Linked DNA regions of Sus scrofa: region 2 is linked to region 1. A link is a contact called in public HiChIP or PLAC-seq data. All regions are on one chromosome and are shown on one strand. The core of a region is the stretch at or near the end of the contact, and the rest is flanking DNA. Distances in the headings are between cores, read along the strand shown. Region 1 has its middle 15 kb from the start of CCL8. Region 2 has its middle 46 kb from the start of CCL2.

Region 1 (7,150 bases), core at 3,588-6,087:
TGCCTCGGAGATAGAGACAGAAGAATGAGATGAAAACTGTGTGTGAGAGGGGCTGCCGTTGCTGGATTTGAAAATGGCAGAAGGGGCTCTGAATCAAGCATAGCGGTGGCTTCTAGAAGCTGGGAACAGCCCTCAACTGATAGCAAAAAACCAAGGATCTCAATCCGATAACCCAAAGGAATTGAATTCTGCCAATACCGCCAATGTTCAAGAAAAGGGATTCTTCTCTAGGGGCTTCTAGAAAGATACACGGCTCTACCAACACTTTAAAGTTAGTCTGATAAGACCTTTCGCACTGTGAGATAATACATTTATGTTGTTTAAGCCACTGATTGTGTGGTATGTTATTATGACAATAGTAGAAAACTAATGTATTATTCTTTAAAAAGGTATGATGCTTTGTTAATAAAAATATGATCTTGCATATAGGTGAAACCAGCCTACACTGATAGAATTCAGACTAAATACTCCCTTTGGGGGATATTAATTGGCAGAGGCACTTCTGGGGTTTGGAAAATTCTATCAATGTTGAATTTGAGTGGTGGCTGCACGGAGTGTAAACATGTATAAAATTGTCTTAACTTTATTCAACTTTATTTTAGAGAAGTATGACCTCAGTTAAAAAGGAAATAGAGGAGCTCCCATTGTGGCTCAGTGGGTTAAGAATCATACATAGTGTCTGTGAGGATGCTGGTTCGATCCCTGGCCTCGCTCAGTGGGTTAAGGATCCGGCCTTGCAGTGAACAGCAGTCTAGGTCGAAGACGTGGCTCGGATCTGGCATCATTGTGGCTGTGACAAAGGCTGGCAGCTGCTGCTCCGATTTGACCCCTAGCCTGGGAATTTCCATATGTCACGGGCACAGCCCTAAAAAGAAAAAAAAAAAAAAGTAAACAGAAACTTTAACTTTTTATTTATCTGTTGGTATTTTTATGTACATGTTACTGGTTTAGGCTTTTTATCTTGTGAATTGGTAGTCTCCTTAGTTTAAGAATTCACTTATTTTTCTTCTTTATTTATGAGACTTTAAAGCTTCTACCGCTTGTATTGTCCCCTTTTTGAAAGCACAGTATCACCTCTTCACAATGCAGAAGTTTCAGAACATGAAACATAACCCAGACTTCAGAATTTCCTCTTAGAAGAAGGAGGAACTTAAACCCTTCTAGGATGGAAATTTTTTAAAGCTCTGGGACTGTCCCCGCCAGTTGCATCATGTTGGATGCACATGGTCCAGCGAGGTTTAGGAAGCAAGCTTGCATTTAACCTCAGTCCACATGGGAGGCCACAAAATAACTCCAGGACCTTTTTCTATTCCAGTGAGATGGCGTGATACAGAAGGTGCCTCTGGAAGCAAGAAATAGAAATAGGAAGAGGAATTCCCATCGTGGCGCAGAGGAAATGAATCTGATTAGGAACCATGAGGTTGCGGGTTTGATCCCTGGCCTCGCTCAGTGGGTTAAGGATCCAGCATTGCCATGAGCTGTGGTATAGATTGTAGAAGCAGGGTCGGGGTGGGGCGGGGGGCTTCCTAGTTGGTACTTCGTGAAAGCACATATGACAACGTGCCCTGACTTTAGGAGCGGGTGGATGGCAAGCCTGTGGTCTAGACAGACGATGTGCGGGGTGTGGACCGGGCTGAGTTAAGTTTGGGAAGGAAAGGAGGCTGCTGCCGTGGAAGGTGGTCCCCTCCATCTTCAGTGATTCCCAAGGAACATCGGGGTCGGGTGGAGAAGAGCAGCTTGAGAATCACAAGCCCAGGCTATATTTTATAGCTTAGGTCCAGATTTAATTCAGAGATACCTGACGCATAGAAACAACAGAGAGAGGCGTTAAAAGAAAGAGCTGAAGTGCTTTTCAGCAGGGGACTTGGCTCCTCGGTGACGAGCCAGGACCAGAGACGAGCAGAGGCCAGGGAAGTGTCCGGTCCTTACAAAGACAGCCATGCAAGTTCATGTTCAAGACGGGGGTGGGGGCAGACTCCAAATGTGGCAGCACAAAGGAGCACCTAGACCCAGCCTTGGGTCCCCGGGGAAACCGGTTAAAAACCTGAAAGGGGGAGGAGTTCCCGTCATGGTGCAGTGGTTAACGAATCCGACTAGGAACCATGAAGTTGCGGGTTCGGTCCCTGCTCTTGCTCAGTGGGTTAAGGATCCGGCGTTGCCGTGAGCTGTGGTGTAGGTTGCAGACGCGGCTCGGATCCTGCGTTGCTGTGGCTCTGGCATAGGCCGGGGGTACAGCTCCGATTCGACCCCTAGCCTGGGAACCTCCATATGCCGCAGGAGCGGCCCAAAGAAATAGCAAAAAAAAAAAAAAAAAAAAAAAAAAACCTGAAAGGGATATTTCCCTAAGCCACGGGCTGACTCAGAATCTTGGGATAAAGCCTGGAAATGTGCGTTTTCAGAAGTGGTCTAGTGATTTCCATTCACTGCCTGAAGCCATCACTGCAGGGCAGAAGCATGTCCATGGGTGGGTCGGCAGAGCCTCCCGGAAGGGGAAATGATTTGCAGGTCTCCGCTGACAGCTTAGTGCAGGGACACAGCCTAACGAAGAGGGAGGATGGTGATGCATCTGTGTTTGGCCCCTGGTTCCTGGTGGGACCTCTTGTCTATCAGAGCTCTTTGAAATGAAAAGCGGTGGCTTAACTAAGGGAGTGCAAGCAGATTCTAGTTGAAGTTGTCCAGGCAGAGACAGCCTCACCTCCCCCCTGCACCCCGCCCCCTCTGCCAACCCGGCCCTCTTACCATCCCCCACCTTCTGCTCAAGGCTTGCCTAGTGCCAGAGGGGCTTCTGAGTGCTGATACACACGGTGGCATCTTCGTTGTCTCTATTCAAACTCACTCCATTGGAGATTGAGGGGTTACTATTTTTTTTTTTTTTTTTTTTTTTGTGCTTTTTACGGCCGCACCCATGGCCTATGGAAGTTCACAGGCTAGTGGTCAAATCAGAGCTGCAGCTCCCAGCCTATGCCACAGGCTCAACAAGGCAGGATCTGAGCCACATCTTCGACCTATGCCACAGCTCTTGGCAACGCCAATCCTTAACCCACTGAGCAAGGCCTGGGCTCGAACCCGAGCCCTCAAGAATACTAGTTGGATTCGTTTCCCCTTTGTGACAGGAACTCCTGTTGAGGGGTTACTCTTGATGGGCATTTAGAGATGGGATCTTGGGGCAGAAGAGGCACACAGGACTACTGAACCCAGCCGGAGGCTGAATGAAGATGCTAATTGCTCCCAGGACTGTGGGGGCCTTGCTGGAGACTTGATGAAAACCTGTGTCCAGGAATTCCCACTGTGGCTCAGTGGGTTAAGAACCCAACATAGTGGGAGTTCCCCTCGTGGCTCAGCAGTAAGGAACCCAACTAGTATCCATGAGGACGCAGGTGAGATCCCTGGCCTTGTTCAGTGGGTTCAGGATCCAGCATTGCCATGAGCTGTGGTGTAGGTCACAGATGCAGCTTGGATCCCTCATGGCTGTGACTGTGGTGTAGGCTGCATCTCTGATTGGACCCCTAGCCTGGGAACTTCCATATGCCCCAGTGTGGCACTGAAAAAAAGAAAAAAAAAAAAAGAACCTGACATGGTGTCCATGAGGAGACAGGTTCCATCCCTGGCCTCATTCAGTGGGTTAAAGATGTGGCGTTGTCACAAGCTGCAGTGTGGGCCCGCAGCTGCAGCTCCAATTGGACTCGTAGCCTAGGAACTTTCAATTTGCCACAGGTGCAGCCCTAAAAATAAATAAATGAATAAATAAATAAATAAAATAGAACCGTGTCTAGGCAGGCAATGGTGGAGTCAGAAGTGGGTTGGCCCCGAGTATAGATCTGGAGCACTGTCCCTTCCAGTCCTCCTGGAGCCAGTGCCCGCGGTGATGTCTGCCAGTGGGCATGTCTCCTAGAACAGAGGGAGATGGTGAGGCACTGGACCCCAGTGCCGGAATGGCCCCGTCTGACTTGAACCTTGGCATGGAGAGCAGCCAAAGCAAAAGGCCACTCACTGGAGGCATGACCCCCACTTCCTAAAATCGTGGCAGCTTATGGATGTGTCGCAGCCTCTTTGCTCCTCTGGCTGCTCTGCCTGATTTTTATAGTGTTGTGATCCTTTATTTTTCAGGAGGTAGAGAGTTAGCAGGATGGGCAAGAAGCCCTTCCCTCGGCGGGGTCAAGGCCAAGGAATGATGAAATGAGACCTAAAATCTGCAGAGTAAGTGGTGGGGGCTTGGAGAGGTTTCCTGGAAGAAAGAAAGGGAACCAGTGAGCCCAGACCGCACAATCTTCCACTCTGTGCCAAGAGCAACAGGGCGCAGAGAGGAAGAGGAGGTACAGTCATGCCCGGCCTAAGAGTAGGAAATGCTCTAAGTTGGATCGTCTTAAGGACTCCATTTCCTTTTCACTGAGAAGCCTTCTGTAGATAAGGGAGGAAGAAAGGAAACTGGTCGTAAGAGAGATGAGAATATCCCCACGAGGGGCTCGACCCTGTGCCGGGATTGCAGCCAGAGGCTTACAACACTCCTCCTTGCTAAAGACTTCGTTAGAAAGCAGGAGGGTATTAAATTAGAGCCCAGGCTGAAGGGAGGAATCCCAGTCATAAAGCTCTTGGGTTTAGCATCAGAGGAGATCAGAGCTACGTGGCCGATAAAGATCTTGGAATGCTGTGGTTCTCAAACCTCAGCTTAGCTGTCAGTCTTCCCCAAGTGCAATCATAGGCGGAACCCCAATAATCAACCAGGGCAAGTGAAGTGAGATGTACTGATCAAGTTGAATTCCTCCTGCGCCCTCCCAAGACCGGGTATGGGAGACAATTGGAACCACAGAAGTGAACACAGGCCACATGTGGGTTCTGCTTGCTGGGGATTGGCTCCCTCTAGTGGACAGTTGGTGCAGAGGCAGGGAACTGTGCAAGGTTTGGGGAGAAAGCACTGCATCAAATACTGGCTTAGAAGTATTTTAGGGACATTTGTCCAGCTACCCCTGCACTTTGTGCTCATCCTTGATTCTGACTTGGCCCCCTCTGCGCAAGCAGACAGTTCCTCTGAAAATCTATGGATGGGAGCTCCCATCGTGGCTCAGCGGAGACAAATTTGACTAGTATCCATGAGGTCACATGTTCCATCCTTGCCCTTGCTCCATTAAGGATCTGGTGTTGCCCTGAGCTGTGGTGTAGGTTGCAGATGTAGCTCGGATCTGGTGTTGCTGTGGCTGTGGGTAGGCCAGCGGCTAGAGCTCCAATTCGACCCCTAGCCTGGGAACCTCCGTATGCCATGGGTATGGCCCTAAAAAGACCAATAAATAAATAAATAAATAAATAAATAAATAAATAAATAAATAAAAAGGGAAATCTGTGGATGACACATAGGTGTGCAGGACAGCACGGGGGCCATGGCCAGAGGGGATTGAAGCCTCTCTGTTGAGGGTGTCAGATCCATAGGTCAAGGGTCACGGTCTTCAACTGCTGCAGCCCCCTCCCTCTAGGAACTTCCTCAAGGCAAAGGTCAGAGTGCCCCCTGAGACAAGGCAAAACGCCTGCTTCTGCCCACCAGACAAAAGCCCTGGGCATATCAGCGTGAGATGTAAAAACGGTGAAGAGTCAGAAGCCAGATCTCAGGATCCACTTCTAGAAATGGGACTAGTTCAACTTGCCAGGGTTAAAGGCGCGGATGTACAGAAAGTGCTCTGAACGGTGACTCCTGATAAGTTCTCAGTAAGTTGACTAGTTGTTACTTTCAGAGAAAGCATGGCTGAGGGTCTCTGAGAAGAGACTCAAAGTATGAGACAATCCAATTGTCATCATTTCCGCCCCCCCGTCAACTCTTGGTTCCAAACTGAGACATGCTGCAGGCGGGGGGATGGTGTTTCAGGAACGTTATGAAAAATGAACCAGGAGGGGAGTTCCCGCTGCAGCTCAGCAGGTTGAGGAGATGAGGTCGCCTCTATGAGGATGTGGATTCCATCCCTGGCCTCGGTCGGTGGGTTAAGGATCCAGCGTTGCTGCAAGCTCTGGCGTGGGTCACAGATGCGGCTTGGATCTGCCATTGCTGTGGCTGTGGCTCCATTTTGACCCCTGGCCTGGGAACTTCCATATGCCGCAGGTGCTGCCATAAAAAGAGAAATAATGATAATTTTTAAAAAAGGACCACAAGGAATAGGAGGGAGCAGCCCCAGATATCGTGGTGAGGACCAGAAGTTTTGAGGGCTCAGGGCCACAGAAGATCGTGGCTGATGTGTTGTGGGGATGACGGCCTCTGAGTGATGCTGGTGTCACAGCTGGCGAGTGTTTGGCGATGCCAAGCTGCTATTTTCATCTTGCAGCTTCTTTCCACAGACTTCAGCTTTCTGCTACCTGGGGAACTCCGTGTGAAAAGTTAACCCAATTATTGCTCTAACCATGCATGTTGGGCAGCTGTTCTGTCTGGCTCAGTTGCCTTCTGCAGCGAGGTGGGTGTCCTCTGTTTGTGTTTTTGTTTTTTTTCTTCTGTGTTGTCTGTCTTGGCGACCTTCCAGCCGGCACTCACTCAAGGCAGATTCAATTCATGTTCTCTTGTTGGTGCCTGGGTGGTCCATGACCAGGAATAACCCCGATGGGGGTGAGGTATGAATCCTCTGTTATGGTAACAGATGTCCTGGCTTCTTATCTGGTCCCTAAAAAATAAGAATGATTAGGTAGAAGTGCAACCTGGGAATCCAGATTCCCAGCTACATGGTTTTTTTTGTTGTTGTTTTGTTTTGGTTTTTTTTTGGCCATGACCACACCATGCGCAAATTCCAGGCCCTAGATTGAGCCCATGCCACAGCAGTGACACCCCCAGATCCTTAACCTGCTGTGCCGCCAGGGAACTCACCCAGTTGTGTTTTATAGCTTGGCCTCGGAATTCATTGGCGACCACACAACTAGAGAAAGAAGGGCACAGGACCTTTGAATTCATTGTTTTCCACTCTCTTCTTTCTTAGATAGAAAAACTGAGGCCCAAGGACAGAGAGCAAATAATTGCAGGATATGAGAGGCTTATGTAGCCCAGGGCCTTCATGGAAGACACAGTCTATAAACTCATTTGCATATAAGAGCTCAGCCTTGCAACTGACACACAGTAAATCCTCAATTATGATGGTTGCTTTTGTTGAATTCACTCTCCATGCCAGGGACTGTGGCATTTCGGCAT
Region 2 (6,768 bases), core at 3,558-6,057, 90 kb after region 1:
CTTCAAATAGAAAAAAACCGAAAGACGCATCATAAGCAAACTGTCAAAATCCAAAGACAATGAGATCATTTGAAAGCAGCAAGAAAGAAGCAACTCATCCCAGGAAAAGATCCCCAGTAAGATTAACAGCTGACAGATTATCAAAAATGACATAGACCGGAAGGTAGTGCTACGGTTTACTCAAAATCCTGAAAACAAAACCTGTCAACCAGTTCTACACTGGACAAAACTATTCTTTAAAAGTGAAGGAGAAATTAAGACATTCTCAGATAAAAACTGAGAGATTTTGCTGCTAGCAAACCTGTCTTACAAGAAATACGAAAGAGAGTCCTTCAGGCTGAAATAAGACACTAGGCAGAAACTAAAATTCACATGACAAAATAAAGAACATCGGTAAAAGTAACTACACAGATCAATAAAAAAGAGAGTAACAACATTTGTGTATGTGTGTGTGTTTTGTTTGTATTTTTCTTTTCTATTTTTCTCCCATCTGACTTAGGAGACAAACTATGTAAAGCAATTAATAAGAAATATGTGTTGGAGTTCCCATCATGGCGCAGTGGTTAACGAATCTGACTAGGAACCATGAGGTTTCGGGTTCGATCTCTGGCCTCGCTCAGTGGGTTAAGGACCTGGCATGTCCATGAGCTGTGGTGTAGATCTCAGAAGCAGGTCAGATCTGGCGTTGCTGTGGCTCTGGCGTAGGCCGGTGGCAACAGCTCCGATTCGATCCCTAGCCTGGGACCCTTCACATGCCTCAGATGCGGCCCAAGAAAAGACAAAAAGACACACACACACACAAAAAAAAGAAAGAAATATGTGTCAATGGACATATAATGCATGTAGAAGCGATTTGTTTGACAATAATAGGAAAAAAAGAAGGGTTAAAGAATGAAGTTATATAGAAAAAAATTTTTATATACTATTGAAATTAAGTTAATATTAACCCAAACTCGATTGTTATAAATTAAGATGTTAATTACAATTCCCAAAGCATGCACTAAGAAAATAAATTTTAAAAAGGATAGTGAAAGACAAGATGAGAAAATCTGAGTTACACTAGAAAATGCCCATTGAACAGAAAGGAAGGTATAGAGGCACAGGAAAATAAAAAAGACGTGAGACATGGAAAACGAAGAACAAAATGGCAGATGTAAATCCTATCTCATCAATAATTACATTCAGGGTGGATAGAGGATACGCCCTAATTAAAAGGCTGAGTTGAGCAGCATGGATTGGAAGAACGTGACCCTCAAAGAAGATATAGAAAGAAATATGCAAAAGCTGCGGGAGCACGTGAAAGTTGCTCAGCCTCACTAGTCATCAGGGAAATGCAAATCAAAACCTCAGTGATCAACCCCTGCAGACACACAAGGATGGCGATGATCAAACAGATGGGTGATTGTGAGGGTTGGTGAGAATGTGGAGAAGTTGGAACCTTCATTTGTTACTGGCCCGATGGTGCAGCCACGAGAGAAAACACTTCCCCAGAAAGTCAGAAAGAGAGTTACTTTATGACCCTGCAAGGCTACTCTGGGGAGCTTTCCGAGACAATGGAAAGCATATGTTTAAACAGAAACTTGTACACAAATGTTCATAGCATCGCTATTCCCGTTGGCCAAAACGTAGACACAAACCACATGTTCATCCACTGAGAAACTGGAGAAACCAAATATTGCAAAGCCATTCGAAGGTTAGTGTTCTGCCGTCAAGAGGAATAAAGTACGGATACATATTCTAGGGTGGATGAATCTTGAAAACATTATGCTAACTGAGAGACGCCCATTACAAAATACCTCATATTGCACGTGAAATGCACAAAAGAGGAAAATCAATAGAGCCAGCATTTAGATTCGTGGTTGCCCCGGGCTGGGAACAGGGAGCGTATAATGGATATGGGATTACTTTTTGGAGTGATGAAAATATGCTGGAATTAAATAATGGTGGTGGTTGCGCAACTTTTAAATATACTAAAGCCATTGAATTGTACAGTTTCAAGGGGTGAACGGTATTGTGGAAATTTGATCTCAAAGTTTTTAAAAGCTTTGAGATAATGCATGTAGATCCCTGAATATCACTTGGCACACAAATGGAAGTTGGTGAACATTTTTTTTTTTCTTGTTCTTTTTCAGCTCCCAGCGTGGTCCTGAAAAAGTCCGTCTGGACCGCTTACCACTGTGAATCTCTGCCTGGTGGTGTCAGCGTATTGGACTTGACTTCCCGGTCAAGAATGATCTCAGTTTCTGGAAAGTCTGATGTCTCTTTGAGCTCAGACTCCCTTTCATGACTTACAGGCAAATCTCAGCTCCTCTGAGCTAGAAATCATTCGAAGATTCTGTGAATAATCACCATCCCTCAACCAGCATGTCTGAGGGTACGGCACCCAGAGGAGGGGGGATGTGTCCAGGCCAGGCCCAGAACCAGGCACCCTCCTGGGCCCTGAGCCTCTGCATCAACTTCCTTGGCTGTCATTTCTCTGCCAGGATCCCTCGGGGCCCTGTCCACAGGAGATAGAGGTGGTCTGACCAGAGGCCAAGCGATGCTGCAGCAGTCCATGAGGTCTGGGCTTTGAAAATGTGTGTGTGTTGGTGCAAAAAGAGGGGGGAAATGAGTGTTACTGAAAACCGACGGGTTCCCCGGATGAGGAAGGACACCTGCTTTTCCACGTGGGAAAGGATTTTTAGGCTGCTGCTGTTGAAGAATTTCCCATCTCCAGGCCTCCCCAGGAAGGGAAGGCTTGGAAATAAAGAGCTCATTTCTTTCAGGGCCACACCAGTGGCATTTGGAGGTTACCAGGCTAGGGGTCCCGGCAACGCTGGATCCTTACCTCACCGAGCAAGGCCGGGGATCAAACCCACATCCTCCTGGATACAAGTGGGGTTCATTTCTGCTGCACCACGACAGGGACTCCAAGAGCTTGTTTCTTGATGTTAGAAAGTGGAAAGGGAACTTCCTGACTCAGCGATTACTTTTACTGGAGAAGCATTTCAGTTTCCATGAGTGGGTGTAAGGGCGGGGAAGGAAGGACCTCAAGGGACAGAGGCCCTCGGAGGCGGAGGAAGGGGCTCCGGGCACAGGATGGACCCCGTAAGGTGGGCGCAGGTGGGCTCGAGGGTGAGCGTTGACCCAAGAAAGGAGCCTGAGATTTACTGTTCAGTTGCGTGCTCTCCTGTGTGGCCATTCCTCAAACCTCGGCCCAGGTGTGGGTTAGGGAGTTGGGGATGGAGGCTGAGGGCACTTTTGGGGGTGCGGGAGAAGTGAGGAGGAGCGATCCGAGGTGAGGGAGGGAAAGCTCAGAGCAGTATTTCAGGCTGAGGAGTGAAAAAAATGTAACGGAGCCGGACCCTGAGTGGCCTTCCCAGAATGGACGCGCCCCCCCCCCCCACTCCCGTCCGCCACCTGCCTTTTTATCTATAGAAAAACCTTCGTCAAAGAACCAATTTAATCAGAAGAGTGAAAAAAAATACAGAGGAAAAAAGAAAACAGTAGGAGTAATTCAGACATTCAACAAACTCAAGGACCTTGAAGTTAGTGCTTCAAAGACTGTAGTTGCTGCGGCTCTGGCGTAGGCCGGTGGCTGCAGTTCTGATTAGACCCCTAGCCTGGGAACCTCCATGTGCTGCAGGTGCAGCCCTAAAAAAGGACAAAAGACAAAAAAAAAAAAAAAATAGAGGGTAGACAGCAAACCGGGGACCACACAGCGAGGTTGCACAGAGACAGAGAGACAGAGACAGAGAGACAGGGCTCAGACCTGGGGTTCTGCCTTTTTTGGGGTGAGGGTGGGGTGCCCGGAGTTTTGCAGGTTCATCTTTATTGGTGAATTTAAAACAGAAGAGAAGGAATTAAAGCATGGAAGGGAAAAGAGGGGTCCCTAAGAGGTCAGGGAGCTAGGTCAGCCAGGACTTGCTAAAAGGGGAACTTTATCGGTGGGGTGGCCCCGCCCTTTATCTAGTTGTGTAGCTGGCCATGTGCTTATTTGAAACAGACGACTTTGAAGCGGATGCCTCAGTCATCAAAAGTTTTATGTCAACCCCTCACATTCCAGTCAAAAGCTAAGGGTCAGGTGCTCGTGCTACAATCTCCAGCTACTGGTTTAGAGACATTACATGTGGTTCGGTGTAGGTCGTGGATGGGCTCAGATCAGGTGTTGCCATGGCTGCGGTGTAGGCCGGTGGTGGCAGCTCTGATTCGGATGCCACAGGTGCGGCCATAAAAAGGAAAGAAAAAAAAAAACAAAAACGAAAGCAAGGAATTCCTGTCGTGGCTCTGTGGTTAACAAATCTGACTAGGAACCATGAGGTTCGATCCCTGGGTTAAGGATCTGGCATTGCTGCGAGCTGTGGTGTGGGTCACAGATGTGGCTCAGATCCTGCGTTGCTGTGGCTTTGGTGTATGTAGGCTGGCAACTACAGCTCTGATTTGACCCCTAGTCTGGGAACTTCCATATGCTGTGGGTGCTGCCCTAAAAAATAAAAATAAAAGAAAGGCCCTCTGCTGGGTCCTTGGAACCTTCCACAGTCTGTCCGTAACCCACTCCTCCAGCCCTATTTCCAGCCCCTCTCCCCATGCTTCATCCAGGCCAGCTGACCTCCCTCCCCATCAAAGCACCACGCTTACCCCGAGACTGGATGCTGACTTCATCATCCCTTCAAGCCTTCCTCACTCGCAAAGGCTCAAGTGGAAGAGCTTCCTCCTCCAGGAAGTCTTCCCTGACCAGGCAAAAATTCAGTGCCCCCCCACCCCGCTTCACGTGCTCATTAGTCACCCACAGAATTATCTCTCTGTGGTTCTGTTTTTGCCTGAATTTGCATATGATCTTGCCCCCAGCATGAGAGCTCTAGCGGGCAGACACTGCGTTTCCACAGTTTGTTCTTGGCATTCAGTAGCTTGAAAGGAAAAAATCAGATGTTCCTATTATGGCTCAGCGGAAACAAACCCAAGTATCCATGAGGATGTGGGTTTGATCCCTGACCTTGCTCAATGGCTTAAAGATCAGTGTTGCAGCAAGCTGTGGCATAGGTTGCAGCTGCTGCTCAGATCCTGTGTTGCTGTGGCTGTGGTGTAGGCCGGCAGCTATAGCTCCCATTCGACCCCTACCTAGCCTGGGAAATTCCATATGCTATGACCACGGTCCTTAGAAAAAAAAATAAAGAAGAAGAAAGAAAAAGAACAAGAAAGTGTGTGACTTAGAGTACTCTGTTGGCCCAGCAGGTTAAGGATTATGTTGTTAGTGCAGCAGCTCGGGTTGCTTCTGTGGCGCGGGTTCGATCCCTGGCCTGGCAATTTCCACATGCTGCAGGTGCAGCCAAATAAAAAATTGAAAGAAGACCCCAAGGGCTGGGGACACTGGGCAGAGCTAACAGTGGAGCCCTGAGTGCCTCCGGGTGCCCCCCCAGGAACACGGTGGTGGGAAAGGCCATTCTTTGCCTCCCCTGGGAGAAATGGACCAGGCCTCCCTCTACAGACAGCAGCCGCCGCCGCTCCCCACAAGGCTTGTTAACATGGTCATTTAATAAACAGTTGAGAAGTTAAGGGTCTGGGGTCCAGATCTGAATCTAGGGGTCTAGCGCTGCCTCCAGCTTTTACCAAGGGTGTGACCTCTGTACACACGTGAATTTCAGGGCCTGCTTTTCACCACAGAGCTTTAAAATAGGAGTAAAGGCAGCCCCCATCTCATCTCCTTGTGACTATTGCAGCCGAAACCCACCTCTGCACACCGGCGCCAATGACGTCTCAGAGACAGAGTTTTGGGTGAAGCAGAAAGAACAGCTTTATTGCTTTACCCGGCAAAGGAGGCCACAGCCGGCTGATGCCTCATAACTGTGTCCTCCTGGAGAGAGGAGAGCAGGGGGGGGAGGTGGTTATAGGATTATTTTGGAAAAAAAAGGCTGTGGATAAGGATCAGGGTGCCTGCATTCCTCTCACTCCATAGATCATTTCAAAGTCATCAGGGCAGGAGTCAGGTGTCCAGTGACAGTTTCTTGGTGGTCTCAGGGTTCTGGCACCTTGACCTTCTCTCTGCAGTGAAGATGGCTCACAAATGTAGGGGTGTCAGGGAGGGTTTCGATTACAAAAGCAAGCACTAGGTGCAATGTAACTCTAACTAGAAAGTAACCATTGGTCGTAAAGTCAGTGGGCCAAGTCTGGGCATAGCAGCATCCAGACTGTTTGAACTGGTTTTTAGCTGTATCAATATTTCCTAATCATTAACTCTTGAGTCAGACTTTTGAGACTGAGGGGAGGCCTGGGAGACCAAAGGAAAAGCCTGTTACTTTATTTATTTATTTATTTATTTATTTATTTGTCTTCTTGTCTTTTTAGGGCCGCACTCACAGCATATGGAGGTTCCCAGGCTGGGGGTCGAATCGGAGCTGCATCTGCCAGTCCACATCACAGCCACAGCAACTTGGAATCCGAGCTGTGTCTGCAACCTACACCACAGCCCACGGCAATGCCGGATCCTTAACCCACTGAATAAGGCCAGGGATCGAATCCGAAACCTCATGGGTCCTAGTCGGATACCTCTCCACTGTGTCAGGACGGGAACTCCAAAAGCCAGTTACTTTAAAACACAAGGACTTGGGGGCTTGTATACCGTTTCAATATGGGCTGGGCAGCTGCAATGCTGCTCCAGTGAGCACTCAATAAGTATGAACTTTGCCTGTTAGATCCCACATTGAGCGTTTTGACCTGCAGATTCAGGCTGTGTTACGTGGAAAGAAAGATCAGACTCCAGCCCCATCTCCAGCACCTCCAGCTCAGTCCTTA

Evidence for each region. HiChIP or PLAC-seq counts read pairs in DNA pulled down with a chosen protein or histone mark.
Region 2: an H3K27ac HiChIP or PLAC-seq map of alveolar macrophages shows a contact between it and region 1. The contact joins two enhancer-like sites. A contact is called at or near these places in 16 of 47 Hi-C or Micro-C datasets (alveolar macrophages, differentiating spermatogonia, embryonic fibroblasts and 10 more) and 1 of 2 datasets of contacts at active chromatin or transcription factors (alveolar macrophages).

Annotation. Positions count from the first base shown.
Region 1 is chr12:40,753,009-40,760,158 of Sscrofa11.1, forward strand. No RefSeq gene overlaps it. Among named protein-coding and RNA genes, the nearest start is that of CCL8, 15 kb to the left of the region's middle. Within about 2 kb of position 4,838, at least 15 of the 83 cell types and tissues checked have an H3K27ac peak or open chromatin away from gene starts, as enhancers often do. A contact at or near this core is called in alveolar macrophages and retroperitoneal adipose tissue, where this site is marked.
Region 2 is chr12:40,842,759-40,849,526 of Sscrofa11.1, forward strand. No RefSeq gene overlaps it. Among named protein-coding and RNA genes, the nearest start is that of CCL2, 46 kb to the left of the region's middle. Within about 2 kb of position 4,808, at least 6 of the 83 cell types and tissues checked have an H3K27ac peak or open chromatin away from gene starts, as enhancers often do. A contact at or near this core is called in alveolar macrophages and retroperitoneal adipose tissue, where this site is marked.